4 separate regions of the Mus musculus genome follow, and all the other regions are linked to region 1. The links are chromatin contacts, called in public promoter capture Hi-C maps. All regions are on one chromosome and are shown on one strand. Each heading gives the region's core, a stretch centred on a gene start, on an enhancer-like site or on the middle of the called end of the contact. The rest is flanking DNA. Distances are from core to core; before and after follow the strand shown. Region 1 holds the start of Etfb (electron transferring flavoprotein, beta polypeptide). Region 2 holds the start of Zik1 (zinc finger protein interacting with K protein 1). Region 3 holds the start of Mzf1 (myeloid zinc finger 1). Region 4 holds the start of Hif3a (hypoxia inducible factor 3, alpha subunit).

Evidence for each region. Promoter capture Hi-C pulls out the DNA fragments that hold promoters and counts their contacts.
Region 2: a promoter capture Hi-C map of second pharyngeal arch cranial neural crest shows a contact between it and region 1. The contact joins the promoter of Zik1 here to the promoter of Etfb in region 1. A contact is called at or near these places in 4 of 39 promoter capture datasets (cranial neural crest, maxillary cranial neural crest, pre-B cells and 1 more).
Region 3: a contact with region 1 is called in a promoter capture Hi-C map of pre-B cells. The contact joins the promoter of Mzf1 here to the promoter of Etfb in region 1. A contact is called at or near these places in 4 of 39 promoter capture datasets (cranial neural crest, maxillary cranial neural crest, pre-B cells and 1 more).
Region 4: a contact with region 1 is called in a promoter capture Hi-C map of cranial neural crest. The contact joins the promoter of Hif3a here to the promoter of Etfb in region 1. A contact is called at or near these places in 3 of 39 promoter capture datasets (the HPC-7 cell line, cranial neural crest and second pharyngeal arch cranial neural crest).

What each region holds. Positions count from the first base shown.
Region 1 is chr7:43,442,810-43,445,353 of GRCm38.p6, reverse strand. It overlaps Etfb (electron transferring flavoprotein, beta polypeptide), which reads right to left and starts at 1,282. Exons shown (of 6, transcript NM_026695.3): 1 at 1,150-1,282. The coding sequence starts at 1,206. It overlaps Cldnd2 (claudin domain containing 2), which reads right to left. Exons shown (of 5, transcript NM_028849.1): 4 at 2,384-2,503; 5 at 2,034-2,137. The coding sequence ends at 2,064.
Region 2 is chr7:10,494,116-10,496,659 of GRCm38.p6, reverse strand. It overlaps Zik1 (zinc finger protein interacting with K protein 1), which reads left to right and starts at 1,279. Exons shown (of 4, transcript NM_009577.3): 1 at 1,279-1,518; 2 at 2,132-2,170. The coding sequence starts at 2,138.
Region 3 is chr7:13,053,491-13,056,034 of GRCm38.p6, reverse strand. Mzf1 (myeloid zinc finger 1) reads left to right here and starts at 1,271. Exons shown (of 6, transcript NM_145819.2): 1 at 1,271-1,554.
Region 4 is chr7:17,061,165-17,063,708 of GRCm38.p6, reverse strand. Hif3a (hypoxia inducible factor 3, alpha subunit) reads left to right here and starts at 1,282. Exons shown (of 15, transcript NM_001162950.1): 1 at 1,282-1,353. The coding sequence starts at 1,328.

The DNA of each region.
Region 1 (2,544 bases), core at 33-2,532:
GAAGCCACCTCAAGCCAACCCGTTTTCTCTCTAGCAAACAGGCAGAGAGTCAGACTTGCCCAGACTCCTGATTCTTGCTGCTTACCCAGCTTGGGGGCAGGGGGCAGGCATCTGGCAAGTAACAGGGCCTCCACGGGCCTGGGTTTCCTCAACCACCCTGTTCGATTGAGAGTACAGAAGCTGTACAAAGGGATCAATCTCTGTACAGGAATTATATCTGCTGGTGCTTTGTGCCGACTTCCATGTGTGCTGTCTGGGTCATGGACATTAAGTCTGAGTCTGTCTCCTGAATCCTTCTTGTCTCATTCCTCAACTGCGGTACGTAGATGGTGGTATTAAATGATATAGCCCGTTTTTACCTATCTCAGAGGGTCTCTTGGGTGCATCTTCCTTATGCTAGGAAATTTGAAGGACACAAAGGGGGATCACAGGACAATGGGGACAGACAAACATGAATTGCCACCATCTTTTTTTCAGTACAGATTAGGCTAAGCATTGAGAGACTGGCCTGGGAACCCAGTCTGATTCAATGCTGGCTACAGCAGCTTCTCTCTGAGGAGAACCCAGGGCCTCAGGGGTGCTGCCCTCAGACTGCTCACGGACACTCCAAAGTCTTAGTTAAGCTGGCTCCTTTGAACTTGCTTCTCCAGCAAGCACAGGTCTCCTTCCCTTCCTAAATAAAAAACTGTCGACAAGCATCCCATGGCTATATGGGTGAGGCGCTTTCTGAGTCCCATGGAACCAGATGGCTCTCCATGTGGCTGTACATTTAGAGCAGACAGTGCAGCCTGCAAGGTAATGAGTGATGAAACCGCAGGCCCCACATAGAATTCTCTATTCTGATTCTCTCTTGCTAAGTGCCAGTTTTGTGCCTCAGTTTCTCCACGTGTTAAATAGGGACCATGACTCCTCCAGCCCACAGTTATCAAGGGACTGAGAGAGAGGGGAAAAGGGTCGTCACCTCAGAAGGATCTGATTGTCAAAATCTCACAGCCCTTGATTTTTGCTCCAAGTATGACTGACGTCGGGTCAAAGGGCAATAGAAATTGACTTTTGAAAGGTTCTCTTATGTGGGGCACGCTCCTGCTCTTGGACGTTCATAGCTGCGGTCTCAGGGTGCTGGGACCTAGTCGGGGTGGGGAAAGTCACCTTCACAGCGAAGTCGATGACCCTCTTGACAGCCACGAGCGCGCGCAGCTCCGCCATCTTCCTGCAGCAGTCACTGGCCGGGTCAGGTTGCTCCTAATCCAGATAGTCACACACTCCGCCCCGTATCTGTCTCTGCGCCTGCGCGCCGCAACACCGACCAATCAACCGTCGCACAACTCAGAAAAAGCCAATAGGAAGCGGAATTCAGGGAGAGGCGGGGTCCACGGCGGACCGCTGGGTGGAGGGGGCGTTGCACAGAAGTAGGGGAAAGGGCATTCCTAGGAGTGAAGTTTGCTGAGGGCTTATTTATCCTAATGCTCTCCTCGTAACTCCTGTTGTCCCCAGATCTGCAATTCACTTCTAGATCCCTCCTTTCTCAGCACTCCAAGCCCCCATGTCTGTGTTCCCACGCGCACCCTGTGCCTTTTTTCCTACGCCCCCAAGGCCTTCCTTCACTTGCTTGCCGCCGCATTCTTTCTGCAGATTCCCTCCTTATCCTTGCGTCTACACTTTACTTCCTTGTGATTTTCCCGTGTCCGCTCATCCCCACCTCCTCCCGCGACTGCGTGCTTTATGACTCTCCCGAGTCCCATATTCTCTCCCCGTGCATTCCCCGGGTGCGCTCGTCCCCGCCCCTTCTTCTACGCCTACATCCGCTAGGACTACCCGGTGTCAGCTTGTCCCTACACCCTCTCCCTGCTTCCGCATCTGCAAATCCCCAGGGTACACACCTCGTTACAGGGTTCAAGTCTCCGTTCCTACCCTCCCACATTCCTTCTGACCTCCTTAACTCTCTACAAGCCACTTTATCCGTGTCTCTGTAGTCTCCAAGCTTCTGTCTCTACGTTCCGCAGAAAAGCACGCAGGGGCGAGGCTAAAAGCCATTCCTTTATTCTGCCCCAGGCAGGCCGCATTCATAGGCATACCGGGAATCCGCTGATGGCTTCGGTGCTCTGCAAGATCATGTCGGCAAGCAGAAAGCAGAAGCCTGGCAGGAAGGGAGTACAGAGCCCGGGGAAGGAAGGTGGGCTATGGGGCGGATGATCTGGCCTGCCTGGGAGCTAGGGATGGGGGTTCCAAGGGCGTTTCCATCGGGTGTCTTGGAGTGCAGGGGCGGGGAAGTCACTGGAAGTTATTGTGGACTTTGCTAGGAAGAATAGGTGACTGGGAAGTTTCTGGGGAGGGGAGTCCTCTAGAGGGGTAGTCTCCACCCTCTTCCCCTCGTGCTGGTTACCCGCAATAAACAAGAAGGGTAAAGCCAACCATCCGAAAAAGTAGGACCAGGAGAAGAAGACTTCTGGCTTCCAGGCATTCTTTGAAGTGTATACGGCCAAGGCAATCAGCAGCAGCAACCCTGGGCCACGCCCACCCGTCAGGTGAGCGTGGCCAGGTAGA
Region 2 (2,544 bases), core at 30-2,529, about 33 Mb after region 1:
AAATGAGATTTTCAAGGCACATTTTTCCTTAATAAACCAAGCTGCAAAGAAGACTGCGTCCAGACCAGTTAGTTTCCTAGAAGTAGTAGAAAGCTCAGCTAGCCACTTGGAAATTTAGACAACTGAGTATCATTGAAAAGACACTCCAACCTGTTCAATTGACTTTCACTGTTGGTATTTGTTGATATTTTAGTTTGACTCATGCTCTGTAACCATGCTAGCCCAGAACTAATAATTCTCTTCCCTCTGGCATCCTTTGTAGGAATTGCATGGTGTACATCAGCATGAGTTACAACTTTAGCTATCTCTGGTCCTGAGATTGATGGATGCCAAATATACAAATACAGACAAACACAAAACTTTTCATATGCTAGGAGTTTAAGATTTGCTTGAACTCTGTTTAACTTTGTCTTTTTTGTAGTTGTGTACAAGAGTTACATTTAGTTTATGGCCAGTTGGTGGCTGCTGCTCTCTACCTCTATAAGCGGCGCCCTCAGGAGAGGGCGAGTTGCAGAACTTGCTGGCCTCACACAGATCCTGATTTCTTTTTTTTCCTGGAGAGGCAATTTCTGCTTTTTATTGATATTCAGGCTAGTCAGCCAACTTTCTAGCTACCGGACAGATCTAGTTGAAGCTTAAGGAGCTGTGTGTGTTCTCTTAGGGCAACACTGAAGAAGAGGCAAATCAAGTGCCATAGGAGTGGTATTAGAATACAAAGGGAGGGGGTATTTAAGCAGACAACAGGGAAATGTAGGAGTCACTATGGATTTAAATTCGACTCCCTGCAAGTGGCTTCCAACAGTGGACTAGGAGGCCAAGTGCCCTGAGCTAGTTCAAGAGGCTAGGCATGGGCTCTCCATCGGATGTCTGCCCAGCATTTGGGTACACATGGAGAAATCCCGCAGTTCCCCCGGAGTTTGAGTTCATCTATACAACCACAGCCTCTTTTGACCTCCAGTCTAGCATCCTTGTATTCTGTTTGCCCCCAAGTTGGAAAACACTGGGGTGGGTGGCCCCAGACTATGGCCGAGGACTTCAGAAAAGAAGACAGATGAAAAGGGTTGTTTGCTAGCGTACATGGCGCTTCCCAGCACACATCCCTTTTGGCCTTTGTTCCAGGTGATGAAGTTGCACAGCTTCCCCACCCACAGACGCATATCTGAAGGAACTACGTTACCCAGAATGCACTATCCACAGAGAGAGGAGCATGAGCCAATGAGAATTTAGGATAGTACCATCTTCGGGTTTGGCTGGAGGAATGGGGCGGGATTTCCGGCTGCGCTCTGTGGCGCTCATTTTAGCGGTTTTTGGGTCCCTCCTTCCAGATCGTGTGCAAGACCCCTTTGTCCAGAGGTGTACGGATCGAAGAATCTCAAAGGAGCGGTTCTAAGGGCGTAATATTCATCGCAGCCCCGGCACTGACAGTGGCAGTATTGTCCAGGTCCCTCGTCCCCGTTTCCCCGTTGTCTGCGCTCGCTTACTTGGATGGCTGTGCCCACGCTCATGCACCAGGCTTAGGTAAGTGGTGCGACATTTGTGGCTCCCTTGTCCTCGCCACTTATCTTGCAGAGTCGGAATTAGGGAGTCCCCTTAAGTCGCTACTCCCCAGATCCCTGTATTAGTAGGAGTACGTGATTCGGCTTTTCTATTTGCAAAGCTACAATGAGGAGGCGGAGTGGTACAGCCAGGGCCATAGTGTGTGTAATTTCTTGGAGCGACGCTGAAGTGTGGACTATTTAGGCCCGTAATAATGAGATGAAGTGTTGTACCATTTTCCCCATGACAGGAATTCGTGTTATGGAAAAACTACACAGACTTGAGTGTGGGTTTTAGGGTTTCCAAAAAGCTGCTGCTCGTGATGAGAGTATGTATGTATATATGTATGTATATTCTCATCTCAGCTAGTTCTTGGACCACCCTAGGGTTTTCCAACCTGGGAGTTGTGTGGAGATATATTATAGGCCAGTTGAGTCATTGTTCAAGGGTCCATAAGTAAGCACAAGCACTGAGGATTTAGGATCAGATGTAACGAGGGCATCCCTATGTCACTTTGCTCCGGGTTGGGAGAGGGTATAGGAAAACCTAAAGCTTTGGGTCCCTGCCATCATTCATAACATCTCTCATCTCACAGGTGTCCATGACTGCAGAAATGGATATGGCCCTCATGCAGGTGAGGAGAATATGTCCTAGGCTGTCACTGAGATATTTGTCTTGAGTCAAAGGGGCCTTAACAAATTGAAGATTGGAGTAGTTCCTTTTGGTAACAAACAATAGAATGTGATCTGTAAGGTTGACGCAGGCATTGATTGGCATGTGTAAATGTTTGGAGATGAGGCTCATGTGGTTCATAGAACCCCAAGTGTTTTCTTCTGAGGGAAGTGAAAGCAGCAGGGCAGGATTCAGATCTGGAATGAATCTCAGCGTTCTGCTTTAGAGTGATGAGAGTAATTCAACATTTAGGGAAAGGAAAGGGAAGAGGAGGGAGGTGATCTAATCTTAGTCACATAAGCCTCCATGTTTCTGTGGCATGGAGAACCCAGTTAT
Region 3 (2,544 bases), core at 22-2,521, about 30 Mb after region 1:
TCACCCCAGCATCTGGCTTCCACTACCTCAAGGAAAACAGAAAGGTAGCAAAAGGTAGTTTCAGGAAGATGCAACAAATGAATCTAAATGAATCTGAAATAAAACAAAAGGTTAGGTGTAGGGATAAAGAGATATTTAGCTACCTTCCAGGTGATGGCTGGGCAGAACTCATTTGCAACCTGTCAGCTTCTTTTTTTGTTTGTTTGTTTGTTTTGTTTTGTTTTGTTTTCCAAGACAGGATTTCTCTGTATAGCCCTGGCTGTCCTGGAACTCACTCTGTAGACCAGGCTGGCCTCGAACTCAGAAATCCGCCTTCCTCTGCCTCTCAAGTGCTGGGATTAAAGGTGTGCGCCACCACGCCCGGCTACCTGTCAGCTTCTTGTAAGTCAATTTCTACCAGAATAGTGTTACGACTTCAATCACAGATTTAAAAAATGGGGGAGGAGAGGTAATGTTTAAGTAGTCAGGTGTCGCAATATTGTTTGGTAAATGATGCTAGGAAACTAGAGGACTGGTCCCCGTCCTCTTTCTGGTGTGTTGTCATTTTTTGTGTGAGTTTTCTCTGAAAATGTTTCCCCCACACGCACATCTAATTTTTTGTTGCCATCCCTCAGTCTTTGAAACCTATCAGTCCGTTTTACCGTATCTCTATTAACATCTTTACTATATCTCTAATTTCTCCCCACTTACCTTTGTACTCTGGGTTGGCCCCTAGAGTTTCGATGTCTCACTTTCCTAATCCCAATCCCTTTCTGCTTCTCTCTTCTTCCTAAATTTTCTGACATGACTCAGGTTCTAACTCTGATTCTAATGACTAACCCTCCCCCCTTTTCATTCATACCTATGTGTGTTCACTTATATTCAGTCTCTCCTAGCATCCAGTCTCCCCCTCACAATTTTCCCACCCCTCTCATCCTCTCCCCCGACTCTGTATGGGGCTATCTCTGCCTTCCTGTATAGACATCTCGTTGGGTATTTGTGTCCCTGTCCCTTCCCCTTGGCTTCGCCACAGATCCTGACCTTTCTTAAACCAAGTAGTGCGGTCGTTACCTAGGATACCACCAGGTTTGGTCCCTTAGTTACCATGGAGTCCCGCTCACTCCTACCCACCGCGCAGAAATACAAAAGAGATCCGGTGGTGCTGCGTTTGCGCACCCACACAGCACCCTCCAAACTACGACTCCCAGAAAGCATTTTGCTAAGCCTTTCTTTCAGTGGTTCCGCAGGTAGCCCAGCGGACGCTCTTTTTCGAACCCGTCGTTGCCATGGAGACGGGGAGACGGCGTCCTAGTGAGAGCGGTGATTGGTGCAGAACCCTGCAAATCCCTGGAAGGCCGGTAGAGAACTGACATTTAAAAAAAAAAAAAAAAAAAAAAAGTGGTGGGGGCATGCGCAGTCTGGAAGGTGGTGCTTGAATCCGTTGCCCCCCGAGAGGATTGTGCACGTCGTCGGGGCCCTGACGCCTGAATTCGTGGCCGGGAGTGTGGGAAGAGACGTCCAGGAGTGCGAGCTGATTATTGCAACCAGCGCAATCCCCTAGGGACGGGAAGAAGGGTAGAAACGGAGGCTGGGGTGGGGGAAGGGCAGAAGGGCTTGGAGCTGCGCGCAAAGCAGTCTGGGATATGTAGTTTGATATGGAGCAAGCGAACGAGAGTGCGCATGTTCACGAGGGCACAGCCTCCCTCGGAGCATTGAAGGAAGGCTGGGAGTCCCTTCACCTCAAGGCCTAGGGAGGAGTCTGGGTAGAGTGGACTCTGGGATTCCAGCTGTCTAGCTAGACCCGGAGCGCCGGTAGGGGGTCCAGGAACTCCCAGCAAACCGGCCCTGTGCTGACGCGCTACCGCGCTGATCGCCACAGGTGCCACGGCGACCGGACACATTGGCACCCTAAAGCGAGGATGCTCACTTAGACTTCTGGGAAATGTATTTCCGGAACCTCTTCTTGCTTTATGGCTGTTCCAAGTTTCTCTCAGGGTTTCGAGTTGACTTAGCACCCTAAAGAGCAGAGGTGTAACCCACAGAAATCAAGCTGCCTCTAAGCTGATGCCACTGCAATAGTAAATTTAGATTTTCACAAAGTCCCAGTTGCAGAAAGTATCATGGGAGAAGTCAGTCCTTTTTACAAGTGAGGAAACTATAGCTGACATAGGCACAGCAAAAGTAGTACCCTTGCAGACTGTTGGTCTAATGAGTTGAGAGCCTTTAAGGGTACCCAGAAGTCCCAGTCACCTCCCAACCAACTAAACTAGAGAGCTGAAGACTTGTATCGCTGTTGGATGTGATGAGTTGGCTTCTGGTATTGGAGATATATGGAAACCTGTTGGCCTGAGAGAAGCTGAGATGGGGGATTGGGTGGAGTAGGGCTGTCCCCTTGATACCACATTGGGAAAGGAATGTTGGGGCCTGAGAGAGAGGCCAAGTCCAAGACTGGGTAGAAAACATTAAGGGACTTGTTTGTTCCACCGCAAAAGGCTGTCCACAGGGACTCTTATTGGGAGTCCAGGAGGAGGCAGCAGTGGTACTGATGTCTGGGTGCAAGTAGAG
Region 4 (2,544 bases), core at 33-2,532, about 26 Mb after region 1:
ACGGGGTTACATGAGACCCCATCTGAAAATAAAATGGAGAAGAGGAGGAAGAAAGAGGAAGGAGAAAGAAGAGGAGAAGGAAGATGGAGAAGAGAAGGCAATGGGAGGAGACAGCTTACTATTTTCCTGAGTTGAGGTGGGGAGCCATGTGGATTTTTAGAGGAGAATTTTTTTAAGTTTTTTATTACATTTTACGTGTGGTGTGTGTATGTGTGTGTGTGTGTGTGTGTGTGTGTGTGTGTGCGCGCGTGCGCGCAGATAAATCAAAGACCTTGCCTTCCACGATGTGGGGGGAGGGGGGAGGGCCTGGGGATTGAACACTGGTCTTCAGGGTTGGCAGCAAGGGCCTTAAACCTGGAGCCAACCGTCTAGCCGAGAAGAGCACTCTAAAGAGAGTGCGCAGTTATGTGTGAAAGTCCTAAGATGGAGCTTGCCCAATAACTCAAAAACAATAAATCCATTTCTGCCGCAGTGTAGAGTGTACCCAAACCTGCATACGGAAGGAACACTGCTCCTTCACCCCTGTCCTTAGTGTCCACGCCCTCTCCAGCCTACACAGGAACTTCCTTCCTCTTCCTTACCCAGCTGTACCGTCTTCCACCTGTCCATGTCACTGCGCACGTATCTCTCATCGGTTCTCTGTTCCCTTTACAAGTGGGTGTGATGAAGCTAAAGCATATTTACTTGACAGAAGCTTAATTATTCATCCGCAGGAACCTGCACAGGGAGTTAAGAGAGGCCACGGGTCAGGATGGGGTGGAGACGGGTGGACAAGGAAGATTCTGGGAGGCGGGGTCCACAGTGGGGCCACACAGTGGAGGGACATGGGGTATGGCAAAGAAAGGGGTTATGAAATACAGGTGAAGTAGAGTTCGGGGTGGAGAGAAGTGGGGACTTGGTACGTCAAGAAAAGGACAGAGCGGGAGAAAGGAGAGGGGGTTGGGAAAGGTGGGAGTGAAGGCAGAGACTGCGACAGGAACTGGGACACAGAGAACAGTGAATCAGATGGTTCAGAAGTGTACATATGGAAGTTCAGAGACTGGAGGGAAATCACGCCCGGCGGGCTCCGGACTGCCAAGGAAGTCTGGGGCAGGGGCGTGGCTGGGGGTGTGCATTACATCGGATTCCCCAACCCCTTGAAGTTCCAAGTCTTCTCCTTTAGTCCCTCCTCCTTCTCGGGAGCAACAAGCCCACCTTCCAATCAGAGCCGCGGGCTGGGCAAAGACCAGCCAATGGAGTGGCAGAGGTGGAGCTGGGGAGGGGGCTCACACAGGCAGGGGAGGGGGACGCTGGGCATCGAGGGCTCTGGAACCGCGAAGGGCGAGCCATGGCGTTGGGGCTGCAGCGCGTGAGGTACAGGGCTTCGGGGATAGGATGGTGGGGTCTGGGGGCTCTCTTTGACGGAGCTTTAAGGGAACCCCTCATCTCTGGGGTGTGGCTCAAGTTGAGGACACTGTGAGGCGCCCGATTGGGGACACATCCCGATGCACCCTCCACCTTAGAGGTTTTCAGGGTATCAGGGATTTACCCCCAGAGCTCCAGCTGTCCCGCCCCCCTCCCCTGGAACTGCTTTGGGGTTATGAGCTGCAATTTCCAGATACATCGGGTTCAATCCTCCATCTGGCTGGGGGTGAAACTCCAAGTTCCTTATGGATTGGAGGTGGTCGCGTTTGAGCAAGGAAGACTTCTTCCAAAAAAGTCTTTTCCTCCAAATCCCTGAAAGGAGTCTTCCTTGGCAGTCTAGCTCTTGTGGTGTTAATAAGGGATCCCCAAACTGGAGTTTCTAGGGAGTCCCTGAAAGACACTATTTCTGAATTCCAGGAGAGAGGTTAATTTTACCATGCCCTTTCTAACAGTCTCCCAAGCTTCAAAATGCTCTAAAATGACATGGGGATAGGGAGGTCCTCATTAGAGGCTGTGTGGGACCTAACCAAGGTCTTTTTGCCTTTCAAAGAGTGGAATGATAGCTGGGGAAGGAGATTCATGCCTGTAAACCCAGCACTTGGAAAGCTATAGGAGATTGATGCTTTCAAAGCCAGCCTGGCCTACATGGCAAGTTCCAGACCAGCTTTGGTCTACATTTTCTTGTCTCAAAAAACAGCATTAAATAAGTAGGGTCGCTCCTTTTCAGTACCAACAGAACAAATCTGAGCCACTTCCTGCGATCTGGTTCTGTGTCAATTTCATCTGCCTGGACCCAGTCTGTAATTGAGGGAGGAGGGCCCCACCCAAACCCTATTTGAGAGACATCCTTCCGAAAGATGCCCTGGCTAATCAAGGGAAGGCAGCGCCCTCCTGTGGCTGGACACAGCTGGGGTTATCCTAGGAAGAAGCGGGTTCTGTGTTCACCTTGCAACAGGTGCAGAGGCTTTGGGACCATAGCCAGTGGAGCCCATTTCGCCAGGTTGCCACGGGAGACCCCAGAAAAATTTCCTAGACTCTTGGTATTCCCTGTCTAAATTGGGGCATCCCTCAAGCCTCACCCCTGTCCCTCCTCCCTGGCTTCCGAGATCTGATTGGTTTTTCTCTACACCCAGTTTTTAC